Linked DNA regions of Rattus norvegicus: region 1 is linked to region 2. A link is a contact called in public Hi-C data. All regions are on one chromosome and are shown on one strand. The core of a region is the stretch at or near the end of the contact, and the rest is flanking DNA. Distances in the headings are between cores, read along the strand shown. Region 1 has its middle 57 kb from the start of Pmepa1. Region 2 holds the start of Pmepa1 (prostate transmembrane protein, androgen induced 1).

Region 1 (5,418 bases), core at 439-2,938, 56 kb after region 2:
TTCAGACGCCAGCCAGGCCTCCCCTTCAAAGCCTCGGCTGTTGCACACACATTTGACCCTCACCTGGACAGGACCACTTTCTCCTACACCCTCCATTTCCTTCAGGGGTGCCTGCCTCATTTGGCACCCAAGGCTCTGATGTCTTCTGAGAATCCACAACGTTTCCAAAACATCCCTTTCTTTTCCTACCCCTGGGGAGAAGACTGGAATTTGGGATATTCATCTTGCCCGGTGAGCAAAAGCTTAAATGAAATCCGCTTTATCTGCCGGAAGCTGTCAGCTGATAAAAAGGGCAGGGAATTAACGGGAGGGTAAGCCAAGAGCTCCAGACAGCAGCGCCTAGCTTTCTACTCAGTTCCTGCAGAAGCCGCCGCCGGGGGACTTCAGCGTCTGACCCCCAAAACCTGTCTAGACGGTTCAGACATTTGGTAAACAAATGAATTGCTGCATAGGCAGCTGGAGCAGCGCAGGGGGTGTCTGCCACCTCGGGGCGACTGCAGGAAGATTCACACCCGGCTGGAAATGCTCTCCCGAGGGAGGACAACAAACACAGCAACTTCCCTACTCCGGGAAAGTTCTTTTCTGGGCCAGAACCTCACGAAGGAGCCTCTACACACTCCCCCCCCCCCAGCGCACTCTTCATTTCTGAAGAAGCTTTCCGATTTCCACAGCCATATGGGAGGTGCGCGTTCTCCAGAGTGTGTCTGTCAGCCCCACGGTGATAGGAACAGCTGTCGGCTGTCTTTCTAGGGCATGCCCTGTCCTTTATGTTCCAATGAACTTCTCAGAACCCTGGTCCAGTGAGGCGGAGGCTGGAGATAAAGGCGGAGGCGGGCGCAGACGCTACTGTGTGCTATTTAGCTTTGGGGCTCCATGGTCCCACATCCGGAGATGCCCCTTTGCAATGGGTGGGAAGTAGGTTGCGAGGTGCTGAGAAAAAGCCTCCTGCTTTTAATGCATGTGGAATTCAAGGCCACATTTCCATGGGAGCATGTCTGAGGCCCTGCAGCTGCTATCTGGGAAACCCCAGGAGGGTTTCTTACCTGGAGCTTGTCCTACCTGAGAGCACACAGAGCTCACCCTGGGAAGCAATGCAAAGGAATCTAGCATGCTCTGAGCTCTGTATTCAAATCCTTCGGATAATAACAGTGGGGGTGGGGTGGGAGAGGTAGGTGTCTCCTGCAAAGGGCCTGACTGTACTCCCCACCCCCATTCCCGTGGGGAAGGAAAAGGGATGGTAGAGGCAGGCCTCCTGGACCCTGTGCAGCTGGTCAAGGGATGCAGGGAGGAGCGTGGTGATGTGTCCCTAGCCTGCTTCCCCTCACAGCATTTGCCTTTTCAGGAGGCTGACTGACAGCCAGGTCACGGCCGCACCCACGGGTGCTGGGACAGTGGATGTCATGGGGCCACCACAGGGGCTAGAGGCGTTCTGACCAGGATGAGAAGGGCAGCTGCAAGCTATCACTTACAAAAGGATATCCCAGCAGCTCTCCCCAGCCCTCAGGACACTGGCTTTGCTGGCCTCTGCCTTCCTTCTCACCCCACCTGCTCATGGCAGCGGGGAAGTGGAAAGAGAAGGGAGCTGGCTGCCCTGCTGGCCTCTTTCTCCTGGCGGCCAGAGAGCAGTCCCGTGAGTGGAGTGACCTTGGTCCAGACACCTCTGCCAGCTGGCAGGAAGACAAGCAGGCTGTCTGGCTGCAGAGCCTCCGGTGCGGTAAGGAGGCAGGAGCTGAGCCACAGAGGAAGGAAACCGGAGGCTGAGTGAAGTCGTCGGGACTGAGATTCAGGAACAATTTTTTTATTGTTCTGTCCAGCAGGCAGCTTGGGAAAGTGCCTCAGTCTCTGCACAAGTGGGTCTCCAGTCTCAATTCATCGCTAAATAACACTTTCCGTGCTTCTAACTTTGGAAAGATGTGACAGTCTCCATCACAGTCAGGGTGCAGGCTGTGTGTGTGTGTGTGTGTGTGCAGGCTGTGTGTGTGTGTGTGTGTAGAGCCTGTGTCTCTGTGTGTGTATGTGTGTGTGTGTGCAGGTTGTGTGTGTATGTACAGCCTGTGTGCATATGTGTGTATGTGCAGGCTGTGTGTGTGTGTGGTGTGTGTGTGTGTGCAGGCCGTGTGTGTGTGTAGAGCCTGTGTCTCTGTGTGTGTATGTGTGTGTGTGTGCAGGTTGTGTGTGTATGTACAGCCTGTGTGCATATGTGTGTATGTGCAGGCTGTGTGTGTGTGTGGTGTGTGTGTGTGTGCAGGCCGTGTGTGTGTGTAGAGCCTGTGTCTCTGTGTGTGTATGTGTGTGTGTGTGCAGGTTGTGTGTGTATGTACAGCCTGTGTGCATATGTGTGTATGTGCAGGCTGTGTGTGTGTGTGTGTGTGTAGGCTGCGTCTGTGTACAACCTGTGTGTGTGTGTGGTGTGTGTGTGTGTGTGCAGGCCGTGTGTGTGTGTAGAGCCTGTGTCTCTGTGTGTGTATGTGTGTGTGCAGGTTGTGTGTGTGTGGTGTGTGTGTGTGTGTGTGGTGTGTATGTGCAGGCTCTGTGTATATGTTTGTGTGTGTAGGCTGTATGTATGTGCATGTGTGGGTATACAACAGAAGTGGTGTTGACACATCCAGATGAGACTGAAACAGGGCTTCAGGCTGAGCAGGGACCACAGGCTCTCTACTCACCCCATGCATGAATACTTCTCACTCCAAAGTTCCCAATCTACTGTCCCTTAACCAAAAGCCCTCAGCCCAGAGTCTAGGAAGTTTGACAACTACACACCTACCTTGGACAAAGAGCAATTGAACGAGCTGAACGAACCAGAGACCACACACTTCAGAATTTTCCTTCAGAACATACTGCCCAGGATGGTGGGCCAGGTCCATACCCAGGATTCCCAAAAATAGCTGTGAATTCTGGGTTTTTAAAGGCAAAACCCCTCAAGACTACACATTTCCTACCTTCGCCCAATCTGTGGCAAGCATACATCCTGGTGCACTTCCTGCCTACATACCTCCCACTTCTGGGTGATCAAGTATCTCCTGGGCTGTTGGGGCAGCCACCCTCGTTTACAGAAGTGAAAACACGCGTTTTACGTGAGCAAGAGCATTCCAGAATTTCAGGAAGTCACTTGGCTTTGGGCAATGGGGCTTAGAGGCCAGAGCTATTTTTGTTTTCTAGATCTCTTAAGCACAGTGATTTCAATTTAAAACATGACTTTAGCTGGGCTTGTGGTTTCAGAGGGTCAGGGTCCGTGGTGGTGAAGCAAAGGCATCTGAGAGCTCACATAACTAAATGCAAGACAGACAGAGACAGAGACAGAGAGACAGAGAGAGACAGAGACAGAGACACAGAGAGAGACAGAGAGACAGAGAGAGACAGAGACAGAGAGACAGAGAGAGACAGAATCACAGAGAGACAGAATCACAGAGAGACAGAACCATAGAGAGACAGAGACACAGAGAGACAGAGACACAGAGAGAGACAGAGACAGAGGGACAGAGAGACAGAGAGACAGAATTCCACTGTTGTTGTTTTGGGACAAGGTTTCATGTAGCCCAGGCTGGCTTCAAACTTGCTATATAGCTGAGGATGACCTTGAACTCATGCCCCTGCCCCCTCTGCCTCCCTAATGCTGGGATTACGGGTGTGCAGCACCACTCGGTTTGAGTGATTTACTTGGACAATGTTAAAGTAGGAGAGTAAGCGGCCCAGACAGAGTTCTCTGTGTGTTGGCCCTTAGGAGCCAGGAGAGGGCCCAGAGATATCACATCAAAAGCACAGGACTCTGTCACAGCTCTAAGTATCAAGTTTTCCTGAGGTATCCTCAGCGGTGTTTCCTACCCCAGGAATGGCTTTTTATTCATGCAGCAGGCTCTGTCAGGATGCTCAGAAAGAGTTGTTTTTCTCCTTTGTGCCTGGAAGCCAGTTCAGACCTGAGACCCAGCCAAAAGCGTGACATCAGAGAGGCAAACGACCCCAGAGAAGCCTGGAAGGCTGTTGCTGTGGTTGGATTTATGAACACATCACTGGAAGACAAGCCTCCCCTCTAGCCAACTTGTAGCTGGGGCCAGGGAGGCCATTATGCTCTCTGCCCTGTGGTTGAACTCCCCAGGAATTCCTGACACCCTGGAATTGCGCCCCACCTCAGGCTCAGACCTCTGGACTGTTTCCTCCTGCCCAGCCACCGCTGCGGCCTGGGCTGTGGCTGATAGGCAGGTGAGGTTGAGCGCTTGCCTGGGAGAAACAGCATTGTAACGGACAAGGAAGCCAGAGTGGACTTCAGGGGTCTCTCAAGTGCACATCCAGGCTTCCCAAGTGCAGACTGACCCCAGGATTCACTCAGCCCCATTAAGACAGCTCAGATCCTCAGACCTTTGGGGTAGATGTCTGATTGATGGAGAGAGGCCTGTGGGATACTTGGAGGTAGAAATCTTCCTTATCCATTTTATCAGGAAGGTTGTGCTGCGGTTCTGGGCTTCTGTTTGTTAGCTTCAGCTGACTCACTCCTGCAACTCCTCCAAGAGGCTTTGTTAGTAAGACTTCATGGAGACCTGCTGTACCTGGGAAATTCAAGACCTGTGGCAGGGTTGGGTGGGATCTTCCCCCTCCCATCCACATCCAGTGTTGACCTCTACTTCAGCAGGTGCCCTGTCACAGAGTGACACCTCTAACTGCTTGTTACCACCACAGCTCAAATCAGCAGGAGGAAAGTGTGCTCTTACAGGTCCTTGAGACCTCGGCTGGGATGGAAACTTGCTGGCTCCCATGGGCCTGCCTTGGCTCTGGGCTGAACCCCTGTGGAATCAGTCGCGGGGGCTGGGCCCATCGGGGTGCCTGGCATTGGTTAGGCTCACTCCCCAAGAGGGTGCTGTCATGGTCAGCTATTATGGCTGGTGTCGGCAGACTGAAATCAGGGTCCCCAGGGAGCTTCAGGGTTCTGGGAAGCCATGAGCGTCTCTGCTGTCTGGTTCTTAACATGTCCCAGATCTACATGAGAAACACATACCTATCTATTAAAACACGTGTAACGCAGGCTGGGTGGGGTGTCCAGCTTTTAATCTCGGGAGGCAGAAACAGACGGTTCTCTGTGGTTCTGAGGCCCAGCTTGATTCACACAGGAAATTCCAGGGTAACCAGGCTTACACAGTGAGATCTGTCTCAGAGCAAAAATCTCAAAATGTGTGTAACTTATTATGGTTCATTGCCGCGCTGTGTCATGACTACTGGGGCAGTGACACTGCCAGACAGGGTCAGGGCTCTGTTGGGACAGCGGACAAAGGAGACAGACCTACCCAGGCTCTCACATAGTCTGCAAGAACACTTGAATGCAGACAAGCCTCCTGCTACGCGCTGCGCTGGGCAGGGTGTGATCAGAGGGCCCAGGAAGTGGCTGCCATCCACCCACCTCCCAGTGAAGCCAATGCATTCTTCCACCTG
Region 2 (5,504 bases), core at 1,726-4,225:
AGCTTCCAACCTCCTTTTCCCTTGTGTCTACCTGAAGCACAAGAGCTCCAAGTTCGCTCAGCTCCTCCAGGATCTGAAACATGGGACATCTGAGGAGTACACGGGGGTGGGGTGGGGTGGGGTGGAGCAGTGGGCCACAGGGAAACCGCCAGCACTGCAGCAGATGCTAGAGATGGAATCAGAAAGACCGTACTTAGCCAAGAAAGCTTTAAAGTCCCTTCTAGAAGAGTGTCTTGAAGAGAAGCCCCAGGGAGAGTGTGCCCTTGCAGATACTAACTTGCCTTCCATTAGGTAAAACAGCCTCGGGTCTTTCTTCCCACCCCTTTCCAAAATTTTGAAACAAAGAAATTCCAGGAAACACCAACCTAAGGCGTCGTCCACCCAGACTTTCAGGGAACACTAGCAATAAACTGTTACATTATTAAAGCAGAGAGCCCCTCCCTGTTTCACTCTCTCTTTTAGTAAGTAGACTGTGCATACACACGTGTGTGTGTGTGTGTGTGTGTGTGTGTGTGTGTGTGTGTGTACACGTGAGCACACAAGTATTTCCAGGCAGTAACCCTAAGCAAGCCTCTTATTCCAATGTTGATGGGAAAGAACACCCGATTCCAAGAGCTTCAAGCCATTTTGGTCTCAACCAAGACATCATTAGGGCCAATTACCAGTCTGTTCTCTCCTTCACCCTGTGGGTTCCAGGGACGGAACTCAGGTTGTCGGGCTCGGCTGCGTCTGGCTGTCACTAGAGTTGATTCAATGAAGAGGCAAAATTAAGAATGAAGTCTTTTGTTGTTTTTCAAAGTCGAGAAAGCAGAGGAAAGACAAGACCAGAATGTGCCTAGTCTTCGTCATCTGGAGTGGTTCTCTCACTTCCATGGGATGTTCCCTAAAGCAATTCGAGGAGGAGACAAGAGGAACTCACAGAGCTGGGTCAGCCTCTTCCTAGACACCTGAAGACAACTAACATCCTGATAGATTCCACGAACCCCTCTTGATCACAAAGGGGAAGCCATAGGATTTGGTTCCAAAGAAAGACCACAAACACTGGCTCCTGGCAGGTTTTCTTGGCATCTCCTGGCTTGGGGCAGCAAGGCAGCTAGGGAGAAGTGTGAATGACTCAGTGAGACCAAGGCTTTCAATTCCAGACTGGGAGACAGTGAGTCAAAGCCGGCATGAGGACCCCACCACCGAAACCTACTTCTCCTGCTCAGGTGGGGCCGGCCATGGGTTATTTTTAACCCCTTATGCTCTACTGTACATACCAGGGTTTTGGGGTGGGGGTGCAAACTGTGGCAGCTGCCTGCGGAAACCAGCCTATGAGTCACCTAGCGAATGCCCAGTTCTGTGGCAGTTGCCCCTGGGCTCCGCTAGAGGAACGTTGTCTGGGTTCGGGGGAGGCCGTGTGCCTTTTTGCCTGAAGTGCTTTAGGGTAAAATGAAGAAACTAAACAGAAAGGCAAAAGGTGCCCCCTCCTCCCAAAAAAGTGGGTTAGGGGGAGGGTGCAGATTGGAGGCAGATGGCAGGGAATGAGGTTTCAATTCTCCACCCAGCCCAACAGCCACCTGGGTGGGCCACAGAAGGAAGTAGATGCTCCCTGAGCTCAACTTCTGGAGGTGCAGGACGCTGGCCACAGCCTGAGCTTCAAGCTGGGCACTCACCACCCTGGGTCTACCACCTCCAAGGAGGTCGCAACACAAACAGTTCCAAAACTTTGACTCATTTGTAACCACCGTCCCAGGCAGAGTGAGCCAAGCAGTCCAGACAGAGGCTATTTATAGGAGTCCGGGACAGACATTCACAATGACACACACTGGGGATCCGCGGTGGGCTAGTCGCGCCAGCGCTGAGCCCGGGATTCAGACACCTGAACACAAACGGTCCTTAAATCTGGCTGGATTCAGTTCACAGCCTCAACCCCCGCCACGCGCACACACTACATCAGACACACTGCGATGCAGGGACACTCGGACACACACTCGGCCGGCACAGACCGCGACTCTGAACCAGACACCTAGAGACGCGCCGAGACTCAGACAGACGGACCAGCGCACTCTGTATACGCACGGAAACCTGGGACGCATCGCCATGGCCACTCCAGACACACGCCAGGAGCCCCAGACACCTCCGGGGCCAGACAGTGTCTCCTCCGCCCGCTCCCCCGCCCAAAGTTGATAAAGAGCCTAATTGCTCCATCGCCCCGGTCCCTAGGGAAAACGGAATGGAAACTTCCCCGACCCGGCCCGCCTGGCCCTCCCGAGAGGCGCGATGTCTCCGCCGAGCCCCGGGTCCGAGTCGGTCCGGGCGGGGCGCGCGCGGCGGGGACCGTGCCAGGCTCGCAGCGCCGCGGGACAAAGCCGGGCCGGCCGCCAGCTGCCGCGAGCCTCCGGGAGGGCGCGCCCGGGGCGCGGCGAGCGCAGCCGGGGAGCCTGGGCGAGGCAGGCGCGCGGCCCCCGAGTCCCCACGCGATCACCATGTCCCGGGCCGGGTATCCCACGGGGCTGTCCCGAGGGGAACAGGGCTCACTCACTGATCTCCATGCTGGGGAACAAAGAGCGCTGGCAGTTGCACGCGCAGGAGACATTGGGCTGCCCGGCGGCGGCTGCGGCGGCGGTGCCGTTGACCCCCATCAAGCGGTCACGGGCGGCGCGGGGCGCGAGGCGCGGGGCGCGGGGGCGGCTCCGGCCGGCGCGCGGGGCTCGGGCCCCGCATACAGCGAGCAGCGCGGCGCGGGCTCGGGGCGCCGCCGAGGTCCCCGGGGCGAGCTGGGTCCCCCGGCCGCCGAGCGGGAGCCCCGGGGCGGCGGGCCGTGGCCGCGGGCGGCGTGCGGGGCACGGGCGGGCGGCCGGGGCGCGGGGCCGCCGGGCTCAGCCTGCGCGCCGGCCGATCCGCAGCTGAGCGCCGCCGCCTGCTCCTCATTCAAGTCCAAGGAGATCGGGTTGCGCCGCGCGCCCGCGGTCGGAGGCAGGCAGACGGTCTGACGTCAGCGCTAGACGGGGCTGCCGGTTCCCACCGCGCGGGGGCCGCGGAGGGGGCGCGCGCTGCGCCAATCCCCGCCGACGGCCCCCGCACCCTCCTCGGCCCGGGGGGCGGGCCCGTCGCGCGCGGGGCGGGCTCTTAAAGGGCCCGAGCCTCGCGTCCGCGTAGAACGGTCTCCGGGGCTGCGTAAACTCGGCGCCCTCGGGAGTCCGCAGACCAAGTCCGAGGGGCCCCGGTGCCTGAGGCGGCCACAACCCAGGACAATAATCAAGCCGAAAAGTTAAAAGTGTTCTCTCCAACTCCCGCCCCTGGGGCCCTCCGCCTAGGCTTTTGGGGGCTCCCGAAGACTGTGAGGCTTTGGGGTCGCCTTGGAAGAGTTCCATGCATGGAAATCAGAGCATGGAGAGCCGGGAGTAAAGACCCACCCATGGCCGTATTTCTCAGAAGACTGAGAAATAGTCTGAGACAGACAGACAGACAGACAGACAGACAGACAGACAGACACACACACACACACACACACACACACACACACACCCTGCTCCCCCGCTCCCCCGTGCGTCTCTTTAACAGTAGTCAAGCCCCGAGAAGCGCCCCCTGGTCCTTGCCTTGTAAATTAGTACCCAGGACTGGGAGTGTGTGTGTGTGTGTGTGTGTGTGTGTGTGTGTGTGTGTGTGTTGCCACTATTATGGGACATCCAAGCAGTTACCCTCACCCCCTAACTGCCGCCCCAAAGGCCACCGACTGGGCTGTGTGGCTCAGAGTGTAAAAGGGGGTCATGGGAGTGTGCTTTTTGTTCATTAAGTTTTAATTAATTACTGGAGAGCTATGGGAACCCGTGCTCTGGCTTCAAAGATATTAAACTGTTACATAAGAGGCCTCACATCCCTAATCCCAGCCTCAAATGTCAAGTGTGTCTCTTTGACCCATTCGTAAACTTCTAGTCCTGTGGTGTGCCTACTGTGTGCTAGAAACACACCAGATAGTAATGTCTTTCATAGCAAGTTGGGGAGACAAAATATTATTTGGCTTCATTTCACAGTCAGGGAAAGCGTTCCCTAAGCGCAGGCTGAGGGCTCAGGAAGGTAGAACCTAAGTTCTACCCAGCCTCGGGGAGTACCTATCCCTGCCCACACATGATCCTGCTTTAAGTCTCTTCAGGCCTATCCCTTGTCTTTAGAGAGGGGGGAAGCTTTTACGAGTTATTGTTACTTTGTTTTTAATAGACTGGAAGGAGAAAGTGAAGCTGAGAGAATAGTTTGCAGAGGAGTCCAGGAAGTAGGTCCCTCTGCCCAACCTTCCAGGACTTCCCTGGAGGAGTCGTCCTGGAGCCCAGGGTCCTCCCAGAGGGAGATTCCAAGATGCTCTGGTTCATTCGTTTGAAATAGCAGCTCAATCTTGCTTTTTGTCTCTGATATTTATTTTTGGTATATGTATGAATGCTTTGCCTTGATCTATGTCTGTGCACTGTGGGCAGAAAGCCGTTGATGGTTACAGATGGTTGTGAGCCACCCTGAGGGTTCTAGAAACTGAACACAGGTCCTCGGGAAGAAAGTAAAGTACCCTTATAGGCTGAGCCATTGCACATGGTATAAGCTCAGTCTTAAAGCCACGACAGGACACGGCTATGTCTTCACCATGAGAGGCTGCCCCTGTTCCAGTACCAGCATTTTCCTCAGCGAATCTTTGGCCTGGGAAGGTCTGGCTGAGCTTTGACGCCTGTAAAACCAAAGGAGAAACTCTAACTAATCTTGCTGGGAAGGGTGCTAAGGAGGTGGACTGCACGTGGGTGGTCAGCCCAGGCCCACTCACCTCAGATGCTGGAACAATGAGTAACCTCCATGTTGCACAAAGAAACAAACTGAAAGAAACCCCCAAGGCAATTTTTTTTTTCCCCAAAAAGGTTGGGCCTTGACCCAAACTAGAGCAGGGAATTCATCTGTTCTTATTCTAACCCAGGTGCTAACTGTGTCTTTTCCCCATGGGCCCGGGTCCAACCTCACAGTCTTTCAAGACTGGCTAGTTTTAAAAGAATCTTGGCAAAGGAAAGGAAGTGGGTTCAGCTGCACCCGGGCTGTACGGTTCTGGGAAGGGGGTTGGAGGGATGCTTTGCGAAAACAAAAGGTGGGGGAGATTTACAAAAATACTTTACAAGTTGGAGGGATTTAAAGATTTGAATTCCTTTGCATAAAAGTTTCTACAAGGTGCGTGTGGTTTTGGTTGGAAGGTGGCAGGTTGTGGAATATTGGCCCCTAGCAGGCTACCTTTTATAGAAAAATATTAAAAGAGCATTTTTTTTTTCCATGGGGCCAATGGAGATCGCTATGGCTACGCCCTCCTTCCAGCAATTCATTCCATCAAACTCTGTGAGAGCCGGGGACTTTGGCAAAGGAATCCAATGGTGTAGATCTTGTCTTGCAGAGGTCTTGCAGGAGATCTGGCTTGTCCACCCATGGGAAATGTCTCGACCATTGATTTTCTTGGAAATAAGGCAGCTTTTAATTTAGTTTTTACGTGTGTGTGTGTGTGT

Evidence for each region. A called contact is a pair of places that touch in the nucleus more often than the background predicts.
Region 1: a contact with region 2 is called in a Hi-C map of the A7r5 cell line, with 2.9 times the contacts expected there. The contact joins the enhancer-like site here to the promoter of Pmepa1 in region 2. A contact is called at or near these places in 3 of 12 Hi-C or Micro-C datasets (the A7r5 cell line, liver and mammary epithelial cells).

The regions. Positions count from the first base shown.
Region 1 is chr3:182,532,888-182,538,305 of GRCr8, forward strand. No RefSeq gene overlaps it. Among named protein-coding and RNA genes, the nearest start is that of Pmepa1, 57 kb to the left of the region's middle. Within about 2 kb of position 1,689, at least 22 of the 93 cell types and tissues checked have an H3K27ac peak or open chromatin away from gene starts, as enhancers often do. A contact at or near this core is called in the A7r5 cell line and liver, where this site is marked.
Region 2 is chr3:182,475,674-182,481,177 of GRCr8, forward strand. Pmepa1 (prostate transmembrane protein, androgen induced 1) reads right to left here and starts at 2,976. Exons shown (of 4, transcript NM_001413584.1): 1 at 2,525-2,976. The coding sequence starts at 2,624. LOC134486502 (a long non-coding RNA gene) reads right to left here. Exons shown (of 2, transcript XR_010065544.1): 2 at 4,377-4,693.